Regions from separate parts of the Mus musculus genome. Here region 2 is linked to region 1. Evidence: chromatin contacts called from public Hi-C data. All regions are on one chromosome and are shown on one strand. Each heading gives the region's core, a stretch centred on a gene start, on an enhancer-like site or on the middle of the called end of the contact. The rest is flanking DNA. Distances are from core to core; before and after follow the strand shown.

Region 1 (6,391 bases), core at 689-3,188:
AGAAGCTGATGTGGACAAGGATTTGGAGGACACAGCTTGTGACAGTGCTTGTCACAGCTGTATCCTGCAGCTCACAAGGTAGTGTGGCTGTGCCCTGACAGTGGTGCACTTTTAAAGGACTTGTTCTTTTTGTATGGTATACATAGGTTTACATGTTCACTTGTGCATGTAGAGGGCAGAAGTGGATGCCCGTCTAGTTGTCTTTATTACTTCTTCAGTCTGTCTCACTAATCCCAGAGCTAGCTTGTTCTGCTAGGTTGGCTAACCAATGAGACCCAAGGGATCCTCTGTGTCTCCTTCCCCAGCCTGGGGTTACAGTTGTACACTACCATGCTCTGCTCTTTACCTGGGTGTAGATAATCAGCCTGAGTTCATCCTTGGGATCTCACATAAAGACAAAAATAGAAATGTCTCTGACCTTCATACAGCGTGTGGCTACACACACACACACACACACGCGCGCGCGCGGAGAAAGAGACAGACAGACAAGACAGAGAGACAGACAGACATACAGACAGACACTGAGAAAGGCTGAAAGAAAAAATAGTTTACTAACGTCTGTCTGCAGGGGCTGGGGAGGCGCCTCAGAAGTAACTCCAGTTCTGGAAGATTCAACACTCTCTTCTGACTTTCAGTGGACCCTGGCACATATGTGATGCACAGACACAACCTGTTGCAGACATACACGCAGTCAAAACACTAAACACATTAAAAAAAGGAATTAAAAATCCATCTGAAAACCCTCAGGCAAACCGTATTAACCATGTCTACCACTTGGCGGCGCTGTTAGAACAGGTGTGTCATTTAGAGCGTATTCCAGATCAGAAGCACCTCAGGTCTCCTACAAATGGGTTCATTTAGAACTTTTTCCTCAAGTTCAGACTTTGGTGAGGTAGGTCTCTAAAACCTAGGAAGGAAGAAAAAAAGCCAGACACCAACTCTGATAGCAGCAATAAATCCCTATAGATGGACACCAGATATGAAGAGCTCCGGACCTGGGAGTTTGAGAGCTTTGTTCTGTTCATCCTTGCCTGGAATTTGCCTGTTTTGTGTGTGTGGTACGGGGGTCTGACCCACGGCCTCCTATGCTAAGGACTCTTTTTCTTTTTTTTTTTTTTCGAGACAGGGTTTCTCTGTGTAGCCCTAGCTGTCCTGGAACTCACTTTGTAGACCAGGCTGGCCTCGAACTCAGAAATCCTCCTGCCTCTGCCTCCCAAGTGCTAGGATTAAGGCCTGCGCTACGGCTGCCCGGCGCTAAGCACTCTTAACACAGGGGCAATCTATTAAACCCTCAGTTGCCTAGTGACATGGTCTTATTTGTAATCTAGCGATATCAAAGTGGAGGCAGAATCTTCGAGTTTAAAGCCAGTGTGGGTAAAATAGCAAAACTGTATCTCAAAAATACAAAAATGAGGAACGGTGAGATGGCTCAGCAGCCTGACAGCGTGAGTAGGAGCCCTGGACCAGTGTTGACAACCGCATGTGCCAGTCTTTCAATGCAGTGTGGATCAAGGTACGGAGACTGACTTCGAATCATGGCGCACGCGCACTCCCAGGAACGCACACGAACTGGAGTCGTCAGAAGGGCCCACCCCTGCTCCATTGCGTCACGTGATAACGGTCGCTCGGAAAAAACCGCCTTTGGAAAAAACAAACGAAATGGATGGGCTCCCGTCAGGTGATTCGGGTCTACCAATAGTGAAAACGAGTCAAGAAACAACAAGAAAGGCCTGTCACGTGATGGAAGCGAAGCCAACCACGGTCACGTGGCCGACCAAACCCGTGAGAGAACTGGCCCGACGTTGACGTCACGCCAACAGACCCAGTCGCTAAGTCAACGTCACGTGATGTGCCCTCCCCCGCCCCTTTCGTCTCACCCGCCTACTGGGGGTTGGGCCTAGGTGGATCGCCCACGTGATGCGGGGGCGGGCCGCTGCCAGTCACGTGGCCCTGCACCTCCCCGGCGCGCGCCCGCCCGCCCGCTCGCTCGCCCCCGGTCCCCGGCTCCTCCTCCTCCTTTTCTCGCCATTGCAGTTGGGACTGAAGCAGCCCCGGCGAAAACCGCGTGGCTTTTTTTTTTTTTTTTGAGGGGGGTTGTGAAGACTCCGGAAGGCTCGTGGCAGGAGGGCGGCGGCGCCTGAAGGCGAAGGACGGGAACACCGGCAAGGTAAGTGGCAATGTGGCGTCTCCCGCCTCCGCCCCTCCCCCCTCCCGTTCTCCCACTTGTCAGCGATGGCTGGGCCAAGAGGACGCTAGTGACAGGTCTGTTGCCATCCCGCCGACCCTCCCCTTCGCTCGGCTCTTCCATCTCTCAGCGTCTCGCTCCTTCCTCCTCCGGCCTCGCTCCCGCGCTTGGCCGTTACTCTTCCCCCATTGTGCCGAGGAAACAAAATGGCGGAGGCAGTGCCCCCGTGCGCGCGCATCCATTCTCCCCCCTTCGTGGCCCCCTCGGCCCAGGCCTGGGCGCTGCCCCCGGGGGGTGCGCACGCACTGTGGTACTCTCCCCTCTCCACGGGCCGCTTACTTTCCCCCAGCCCGAGCTTTTGTCTGTTGCTTTGGCCTCGCGCACGCGCGCACGTGTTGGAGCACACACCCCCTCATATCTAGAGCATCCCAGCCGGCGCAGAAGGGAAAATCTCCTTCCTTTACCCGCTTTACCTCTTTGTTCAGGTACATCCCTGGCTTCTAGGAGGATGCCAGGTTCATCCCAGTTCCTATGGCGGGAAACATGTCTTCTTTGTCCTGAACACGGTCCTGAACAGGGTCCCTGGAAAAGGAGACATGTAGGACTTCTTTCGTGGTTCTCCCTCAGGTTTCTGTGGGTGGGATACTCTGCTGGTTGATTATAGAGTTCTACCACTATTCTACGAGTGGTAGCTAGTGCAGTCACTCAGCCTGCGAAATGAAGTGTGAGGAACAGCAGCAAAGGAGAAAGGCCACTGCAGGTACCACTGCTCTTGTCCAGTAGAGCTGAGAGGTCTTTGACCCTTAGCTGACATGTTGTGGTAGCTCCTGGTTGCTGAGGTATGTGAATGGGATCTGCAGGCCCTAGTTTTGTTTTGTTTTTTTGATTTTTCGAGATAGAGTTTCTCTGTATAGCCCTGGCTGTCCTGGAACTCACTTTGTAGACCAGGCTGTCCTGGAACTCAGAAATCCGCCTGCCTCTGCCTCCCAAGCGCTGGGATTAAAGGCGTGCGCCACCACGCCCGGCAGACCCTAGATATTTTGGCTGTCTAGAAGTCTGCAGTCCAGATTGGAGGCTGGTGATTAGTGCCAGGCTGGCCTTGGCAAAGCTGGGCGCTGTATCAGTCTCTCTTTGCTGATTTGGACCAGCCTGGGATTCCCCTCCTACTGGAGCTGAAAAGGGCGTGACTGTTTTTAGTTTTTCTGATGTAGCTTAATGGTTACCTGTAGGCAGAAGTTCGTTTGGCTTTTTCTAATGTCGTCTCGTCTTCTAGGCTCATGTAACTGTGAATAATCTGTGTGCTGTTCTTTATTTTCCTCAACTTCTGGTCTTTGACTAACTGGCTAAAGGTTTGCTCCTGCCCCCCACCCCCCTCTTTTTTTGAAGTAGTGTCTCACTATGTAGGCCTTGAACTCCTTCTGCCACAACCTTCTCAGGGCTTGGATTATGTTTGTATGTCACTACACCCACAGCATCTTGCTCTATGGGCAAGGCGTCCTAGCATGGTCAGGACTTGGTACAGGAGGAAGGTATAGATGTGAGTTAGAAGAGGTGTTTTTTTTTTGTTTGTTTGTTTTTTTGTTTTTTTTTAGATTTATTTATTATATGTAAGTACACTGTAGCTGTCTTCAGACACTACTATCTGAAGAGGATGTCATGACAATCTCATTACGGATGGTTGTGAGCCACCATGTGGTTGCTGGGATTTGAACTCAGGACCTTTGGAAGAGCAGTCAGTTGCTCTCACCTGCTGAGCCATCTCACCAGCCCTGGAAGAGTCTTTTATTGCACAGGATCTCAGTGTGTAGCCTGAGTGCCTGAGTGGCCTCTTAACTTTTGGAGATCCTCTTGTCTCTGCTTCCTGAGTGCTGGGAACAAAGTTGCGAGTCACCACATCTTGCCAGAAGTTCTTTTTCTCCTTGCTCTCCTCCTCTCCAGATAGAGTCTCATTTTGAAGTCCTTACTGGCCCCAATGCGCCTTAATTTGAGTCAGGGATTGCAGGCTATGCTGGTATGCCTTTTCCTTTTTTTCTTTTTCTTTTTTCTCTTTTTTTCTTTTTTTTTTAAAGCTCATCCTTAACTTTTATTGGTTTAGGGGAGTGATTTTTTTTTTTTAATTTTTTTTATTTTTTGGTTTTTCGAGACAGGGTTTCTCTGTATAGCCCTGGCTGTCCTGGAACTCACTCTGTAGACCAGGCTGACCTCAAACTCAGAAATCCACCTGCCTCTGCCTCCCAAGTGCTGGGATTAAAGGCCTGTGCTACCACCACCCGGCTTAGGGGAGTGATTCTTAAGCTCAAGAAGTGTAGGTGTAGATACTTCTCTTAGCTGTGCAGGTACAGTTTATTGTAAGTGATACATTTAAGCCAGGATCAGCTACCTATTGTCAGTTCTTTGATTACCTTGATCCCTTCTGAAAGATGGGGAGCCTCACCATCAAGTATATCAATGTGTGTGTCCCATGAACTTGCAACTTTTTTTTCTTGAGACTCTGTGTAGACCAGGCTGGCCTCAAACTCAGAGATCCACCTCCCTTTTTCTCCTGACTGTTGGGATTAAAGGCATGCCACTCCTGGCCACTGTTTGTTTGTTTGTTTGTTTGTGGTTTTGGTTTTTGGTTTTTCCCTTTTAAAAGAGGGACAAATGTTGTAGTCCAGGTTAGCCTAGCTTCAGGATCCTGGTTTAGATTTCCCAGAGGTGGGGCTGCCATCCTGCAGGTGATTGAGCCGTCTAGTGCATTAGGACTTATTTTTCCTATGTTCTATAGAGTTGGTGCTTTTTCTTTGATTATAGTAAAGTTCTGGGAGAGAAAGATTTATTTACTATTTTCAGTGTTTTAGAATTAGAGCAAAAGCGGCTTGACTGAAGAGGGCTGTGGCTTTGGAGAAGGAACTAGATTTAAGTGTATTGCTGCAGCTGTGTCTGAAGCTCTAGTGCTTGCCTCCTCCCTGCTTCATTAGCAAGTGCTGAATAGGGAGGGAGGGAGGGAGAGCCTCATCTGTCCTAAACTTTCTAAGCATCTACGAGTTTGGGTATGTTAGGTCCTTGAGATTTTTACAATATGACATGTCTTATGTGATCCTGTTTATAACAATGGATAGTTGAACACTCTGAAGTCACTTTTTCTTTCTTTTTTTTTTTTTTTTTTTTTTTTTTAAAGATTTATTTATTTATTATATGTAAGTACACTGTAGCTGTCTTCAGACACTCCAGAAGAGGGCATCAGATCTCATTACGGGTGGTTGTGAGCCACCATGTGGTTGCTGGGATTTGAACTTTGGACCTTTGGAAGAGCAGTCGGGTGCTCTTACCCACTGAGCCATCTCACCAGCCCTTCTTTCTTTTTTTATTTATTTTTATTTTTTTGGTTTTTTTGAGACAGGGTTTCTCTGTATAGCCCTGGCTGTCCTGGAACTCACTCTGTAGACCACGCTGGCCTCGAACTCAGAAATCTGCCTGCCTCTGCCTCCCTACTGCTGGGATTAAAGGCGTGCACCACCACCGCCCGGCCACTTGTTTTTCTTTATGGGTGTTTTGCCTGCATGTATGTCTGCATACCACATGTCTGTGCCTGGTACCTGAGGAGATGAAAAGAGGACATTGGATCCCAGGAAGAAGCTGGAGTTATTGATGGCTGTGAACCAATGGTGCATGCTGGGAATTGAGTTCTCCAGTGCACAAGTGCTCTAAAACCATGAGCCATCTCCCCAGCCTCTAGCTTCTTTCTTTTTTCTAAATGTTTTGTAGAGGGATGTCCAGTTGAAGTTTTGCTTTTTTCTAATGAAGATACTGAAAATATAAGTGAGGGCAGGCAAGATGGCTCAGTGAGTACTTTGCCGCCAAGCCTGACAACTTAGTTCTGTTTCCAGAATCCACATGAAATGAGAGGACTCGTAGAAGTAGTTCTCTGACCTGCCCGTGTTTGCCGTAATGGTATGGGTATACCCACATCGCATACACAATAAACAATTGGAGTACAAAATTAAAAGAAGAAAACACAAGTAGTTTAACAGTTTGTTTTCTGTCTTGCCACTTGTTTATGTTGCAGTTTTGGGGGAGATGATACCAAGGCCTTGTGCATCCAATTCTAAACAGCTATGATTGCAGCCCTATAAAGTATAACTAATTTGAAAAGAAATAATTGTTTGTTTTGTTTTGTTTTTGTTTTTTTGAGATATGGTTTCTCTGTAACACTGGATGTCCTGG
Region 2 (6,137 bases), core at 353-2,852, 56 kb before region 1:
GGGTCTCACCAAGCCTGACAGCCTGAGGTCCCACTCTAGCACCCGCACACACGGGAACAGGACAGAACAGATTCTCACATACGCAGAGCAAATGAATAAGTGTAATTTAAAAACTATGAAGAGCTGGCTCAGCGGTTAAGAGTGCAGACTGCTCTTCCAAAGGTCCTGAGTTCAAATCCCAGCAACCACATGGTGGCTCACAACCATCCGTAATGAAATCTGATGCCATCTTCTGGAGTGTTTGAAGATAGCCACAGTGTACTTACATATAATAAATAAATAAATAAATAAATAAATATTTAAAAGATGTAATTTAGTGCCAGTGTGCTGGCTTAGCTTGGGTTCCACCCCACCTACCCCCCCCCCCCGCCCACACACACACAGAGGAGGAAGAGGAGGAAGAGGAGGAAGAGGAGGAAGAGGAGGAAGAGGAGGAAGAGGAGGAAGAATCTTTGCTGAGGAGTTTCAGTGCCTGTCACCTCTCAGCCTTGAGGCAGGTGTCTTTGTCTCCACTTTCCAGGCTGAAGGAGTTGAGGTTTTAAACTATGTCCACAAAAAGCAGAGAAGTGGAGCTGAACCTCCCTTCCTAAGCTGTTCTTGTTCAAGGTTATTCTATTTCTTTGTTTTGTCTTGCTATTGTAGCCCAGGCTGGCCTTGCCCTCCTGAGCTCAGGTCATCCCTCTGACTCGGCTTCCAGAGTAGCTAGGATGACAGGTGCATGGTAGGACACCTGACCCCCTTGTCGTTATTGCTAGCTTCTTTTCACAGGCACTATTATTTTCTGTGTGCATAGTGTGTGAGGGAGCATGCTGATGCCTGGTGTGTGTGTGTGTGTGTGTGTGTGTGTGTGTGTCTGTATGTGTGTGTGTCTGTGTGGTGTCTGTGTGTGTGTGGTCTCCATTCCCTTTCACTTGGGTTTGAGACTTAAACTCAGGTCGCCAGGCTTAGGCAGCCGGTGCCTGGGCTTGTTGAGCCTGTTTTGTTTTTGAGACAGTGAGGGTGTCACTCACACATAGCTCAGGCCCGATTCAAACTCCCTTGATTTCCTGATCCTTCTGCCTCCACCTTCCAAGTGCTGGAATTATGGCTGCTTATGCAGTGCGCTGGGACCATTACCTAGGTCTGTGTGCTAGGCCAGCCAGCTGCCCACTGAGGCACATGACCAGGCTGTCATTGCATTACAGGGCTCTTGTTTTCATCTCTACCGCTCTGATCGACACTGGAGAAGCTTGCTAGGATAGCCAGAGAGTTACACTTGGCGCATTTTTGAGCCCCAGGGTTGCAGAAGGACTGTGCTCACTGGTTCAGGGCGCTCAGATGGTGGGCATCTCATTTTACAAACACGGAAAATGACTCTAAGAGAGGTGAAGCCCCTTGCCACAGACGGCTGGAGAGGACGGGTTCCCGGCTCCTGGTCCTGAGCCCTAGGCCCGCGGACTCGCCCGGAGTACCTCGATCCCTCGCCCTCTGCCTCACCTTGCCCTTGACGTCCAGAATGAAGACTGCCGAGGCCGACATGGTGGCAGTCCGTGAAGCTAGGAGGCGAGAGCGAGCTGCAGAGGCGGCAGCGCTGCGGCTTCCTTCTTCCTGCGGAAGCGCCTTCGCCCAGGTGAGCCGCCAGGTGAGCGCGTCTTAAAGGGGAGGCCGCCAGGTGAATGCGTCTTAAAGGGGAGGCCGCCAGGTGAGAGGCACGGTCGGCGGCAAATGCCAAGGCTGGTCCAGGAGCCGCGACTGCTGTCCTGTCTCAAGTTCTCCATCGATCCTCGCATCCGCCTACCCATGTATCCATTCACGCTCCGCTTCCACTCACCCACCCACCCACACATCCATCCATCACCCCCTTCCACATACGTATACACATTCACATCTACATTAACCCACCCATACATACACGTATCCACCCAATCAAGCATCCATCCACCCACCAGGGCATCAGCCTGTTCGTGTGTCTATGTAACTTGTTCTCTCACCCACACATACCAGTTTCAACAGGACTTGGCCCTTTTTCTATGTGTGACCCGGTGCCCACCACTAGATGTTCAGTAGTGTTAATCCTTCTCACACTAAACATTTTAATTGTTTCGTTGTTTCTGTTGTTATTATTAGTATTGCTGTTGCTGCTAGTTGTATATATTTTTTTCAAAACAGAGTTCTCTGTGTAGCCATAGCTGGCCTCGAGTCCACCTGCGTCTTCCTCTCGAGTGCTGGGATTAAAGGCGCCACCATGCTTCGCTCGTGTTGTTTATTTGTTTTGTGTTATTAATTCTAGAAGAAGCCGGGCGGTGGCGCACGCCTTTAATCCCAGCACTCGGGAGGCAGAGGCAGGCGAATTTCTGAGTTCGAGGCCAGCCTGGTCTACAGAGTGAGTTCCAGGACAGCCAGGGCTATACAGAGAAACCCTGTCTCGAAAAACCATAAAAAAAAAAAAAAAAAAAAAAAATCTAGAAGAAAGGTTGAGATAGCCCGGATGGCCTGGAGCTCATTGTGTGGTCCAGACTGGCCTCAGCCTTACAAGTTCTGTGATTAGTCACGAACCAACATGTCTGACTTTGTTTTCCGTTTTCTAATTTCATTCTTTTTTTTTTAATATCCCAGGCTACCCTTAAACTCAAGATCATTCTGCTTCCCCATTGCTGGGATACCGTTTTGCGGAAGGTGATGGGGAAAAAAACCCACTCTAAACCTTAGCCTAGCCATCTACATGACGCTCCGCTGTGGAAGAAACGTTTCCTGTGCAGCCGCCAGGGGGCGACAAAGCCCGTTTGGGCATCGGTGCGGGCTCTGACCTTTAACAGGCCGGGAGTCCAGATGCAGCTATGAGGATCTCCCAAGGCAATTGTCCTAAAGCAGAGGGCCTGTGTGAAGAGCTTATCAGCCACCACCTGGGAGGAAGCAGAGCACAGACAGTCTCAGGGCCACACAGCCGGGTTATCAGGCCACAATTCTCTTATTCTGGTTGTTTTGACAGTCCTAGGGGGTGGAACGCCCACCTTTGCTGGTGACAGGCAAGCCCTGTGCCCCTGATTACATTCCCAGCCCTTAATGTTTTTGTCTGGGGCCTCATGTATAGCACAGGCTAACCTTAAATTCCCCCTTTTTTCTCTTTTTTTTCCTTTTAAATCTTTTTAAAGATTCATTTATTTATTATATGTAAGTACACTGTAGCTGTCTTCAGACAATCCAGAAGAGGGAGTCAGATCTTTTTACAGATGGTTGTGAGCCACCATGTGGTTGCTGGGATTTAAACTCCGAACCTTCGGAAGAGCAGTCGGGTGCTCTTACCCACTGAGCCATCTCACCAGCCCTCTTTTTTTCTTTTTTTTCAAGACAGGGTTTCTCTGTATAGCCCTGGCTGTCCTAGAACTCACTTTGTAGACCAGGCTGGACTGGAACTCAGAAATCTGCCTGCCTCTGCCTCCCAAGTGCTGGGATTAAAGGCTTGTGCCACCACCGCCCAGCTTTTTTATTTTTCACCTTAAATTGCCAAGTCTTCTGCCTAACCCTCCCCAGTTGCAGCACTATCTTCAGGCTCGCCATAAATACCTTCCCTACACCCTTTTTTAAAGACCCATCTAGGGGGCTGGCGAGATAGCTCAGTGGTTAAGAGCACCGACTGCTCTTCCGAAGGTCCCGAGTTCAAATCCCAGCAACCACAACCATCTATTCCAGGCCTTCATATTTAACCAAGGATCACCTTGAACTCCTGAGCACCTCTGTACCTTCTAAGGGACAGGGTGACATGCATACCCTACCACAGTCCATTGATGTGGTGCAGTGATCAGTGATCGGGAGGGAACCCAGGGCTTTGTGTATGCTAGGCAAGCGCTCTACCGGCTAAGCCAAGCCCTCATTTTCTGGATAACCCTTTGAGGGAACCAGCGAGCTGCTGTTATCTTCCATTGGCAAGATGGGGAGCCTGAAGTTTGGCTCCAAGAGGGTAAAATTGTCCAACAGTTTTGTTTGTCTGGTTTTGTTATTAATGCTATAATATAGTCCCAGACAGCCTGGAAATCATTATCCTCCTGCCTCAGTGCTGCGGGGATCACAGGAATGCTCGATCGTGCCCAGTTTACGTGGTGCTGGGGCTAGAACCCAGACACTCTTGCATGCTAGACCCATGATCTACCAGCTGGGCTCAACCCCTCAGCTTTTAGCTGGCTCCAGCTCATAGGCTCCAGGAGAGGAGTCCTTCCTTATCATCAGCAGACACAGGCAGCCTGGGCTCGCCTCACCTCTGCTGGGAGTGGGATAGGCAGATTCCAGGGGCTTCCCTGCTTGCAAGGACACTGTGATATACATACATACATACATACATACATACATACACACACACATTTACACACACACAAACACATGCTTGAGCTCACACACACATCTCAAAATACAAGGTGTGGAGAGAGCCAGAGAAGCCAGGCTGGTAACACAAGCTTTTAACCCTAGCACTCTCCAGATAGAAGCAGGCAGATCTCCACAGTCAGAACTCTCCAGGACAGCCAGGGCTACATATTGTCACCTTGACTAAAGACAGAACTCATAATTGGGGGGGGGGGTGTCAGTGAAATTGCTCAAAGGTGGCTGTTTCAGCACCAGTCTAATCCCCAGGTCCTTCATGATTGATGGGAGAGAACCGACTTCTATAGGTGGTCCTCTGCCCTCTGCACACAGACACAGAAAATAAACCAAATATAATTTTAAAGAAAGATGGCTAGCTCCTAAGAAGGGAATGTGTCTGGAGTTGTCCTCAGGCCTCCGGACTTAAATGTGCACAGCACAAAGCCAGCAACACCCTCCTGGGACCTAAGATGCATTCACATGGTAAATGGAACCCAGAAGCCTGGGCCCAACGCCCTGGAATCTGAAACTCAAGGCCTAGTTAGCTAAAAAATTCATGAGACCAAGAGCCTCCTTGGGGGCAGAGAACAGACTCTCACTGTCTTGCCTCGGCCAGCCCAGCCCAGCCCAGCCCAGCCCAGCCTGGCTTAGCACAGCCCAGTTTGGCTCAGTAGCCACCACCATCCCCGGGATGGTGGCTTTGTCCCAGTTTGTTCTAAATATCTTGTCCTCCTCCTCCCTCCCTGTGTCCGACCTCAGTTTCTACTTATCAGCCTCCTTCCTTCTCCTCCCTCTAAAGAAATGTCTACCCCAGCAATCAGCGCCCACCCTCCCTCTCACACCTATGGCTCCCAACCCAGCAGTCAGACTCCAGCTGACCTATGGCCCTCACCCCTCATTACAAAACTCTCACCAAATTTGCTTTCTTTATGTCATTGTTTCTCTGTGGAGAGGTCCCTCTGACTTCCTACTTTGTGTCCAGGACACAGCCCTCCTCTGGGTTTTTCTATGGCCGGCAGGGACCCTTCACAACTGGCTACTAACCTTGCTGTTTTGAGGCAGGGTTTCTTTGTGAAACCTTGGCTACTCATTGAGTAGACCAGGCTGGCCTTGAACTCAGAGATCCACCTGCCTCTGTCTCCCAAGTACTGGGATTAAAGGTGTGCTCCACCACCACCCAGCTTGTTGATATTTTTGAGATGGCGGTGGTGGCACAGGCCTTTAATCCCAGCACTCGGGAGGCAGAGGCAGGCAAATTTCTGAGTTCGAGGCCAGCCTGGTCTACAGAGTGAGTTCCAGGACAGCCAGGGCTACACAGAGAAACCTTGTCTCGAAAAACCAAACCAAAAAAAAAAAAAAAAAACAAAAAACAAACAAAAAAAAACAGGGTCTTTCTTTATAACTCTGGCTGTCCTGAAATTCATTATATAGACTAGGGTGGCCTTGAACTTACAGAGATCTGCTTACCTCTCACTGCTGATTAAAGTTGTACTCTCAGAGTGAGTTCCAGGACAGCCAGGGCTATACAGAGAAACCCTGTCTCGAAAAACCAAAAGAAAGAAAGAAAGAAAGAAAGAAAGAAAGAAAGAAAGAAAGAAAGTTGTACTCTCAACAAAAATGAAGTAAGTATTTTTAAACATCCTCCTTCTTCGCACCTGCACTGCCTGGTTCCAGTCTCTCTAGAAACCATTGCTTGTTCATGTCGTTTATGTATAAGTGCATGCATGCACGTGATGTCTTCCCAAGCTCGGTTCCTCTTCACCCATCATACCCCCATTGCCATATGGGACCAAACTACTAAATGG

The links. Hi-C and Micro-C count contacts between places; a contact is called where the count stands out from the background.
Region 2: a contact with region 1 is called in a Hi-C map of muscle stem cells, with 4 times the contacts expected there. The contact joins the promoter of Ap1m2 here to the promoter of Ilf3 in region 1. A contact is called at or near these places in 32 of 39 promoter capture datasets (the 3T3-L1 cell line, 3T3-L1-derived adipocytes, the C10 cell line and 20 more), 12 of 15 datasets of contacts at CTCF or cohesin (CD8 T cells, the G1E-ER4 cell line, the NIH/3T3 cell line and 7 more), 297 of 484 Hi-C or Micro-C datasets (the 3T3-L1 cell line, 3T3-L1-derived adipocytes, the 4T1 cell line and 150 more), 67 of 115 datasets of contacts at active chromatin or transcription factors (the 230-238 cell line, CD4 T cells, CD8 T cells and 42 more) and 6 of 9 other capture datasets (adipose tissue, embryonic stem cells, embryonic tail and 3 more).

What each region holds. Positions count from the first base shown.
Region 1 is chr9:21,365,933-21,372,323 of GRCm38.p6, forward strand. Ilf3 (interleukin enhancer binding factor 3) reads left to right here and starts at 1,939. Exons shown (of 20, transcript NM_001042707.2): 1 at 1,939-2,167. Gm36198 (a long non-coding RNA gene) reads right to left here and starts at 4,952. Exons shown (of 3, transcript XR_870570.3): 1 at 2,659-4,952; 2 at 557-1,639.
Region 2 is chr9:21,310,731-21,316,867 of GRCm38.p6, forward strand. It overlaps Ap1m2 (adaptor protein complex AP-1, mu 2 subunit), which reads right to left and starts at 1,603. Exons shown (of 11, transcript NM_009678.2): 1 at 1,477-1,603. The coding sequence starts at 1,518.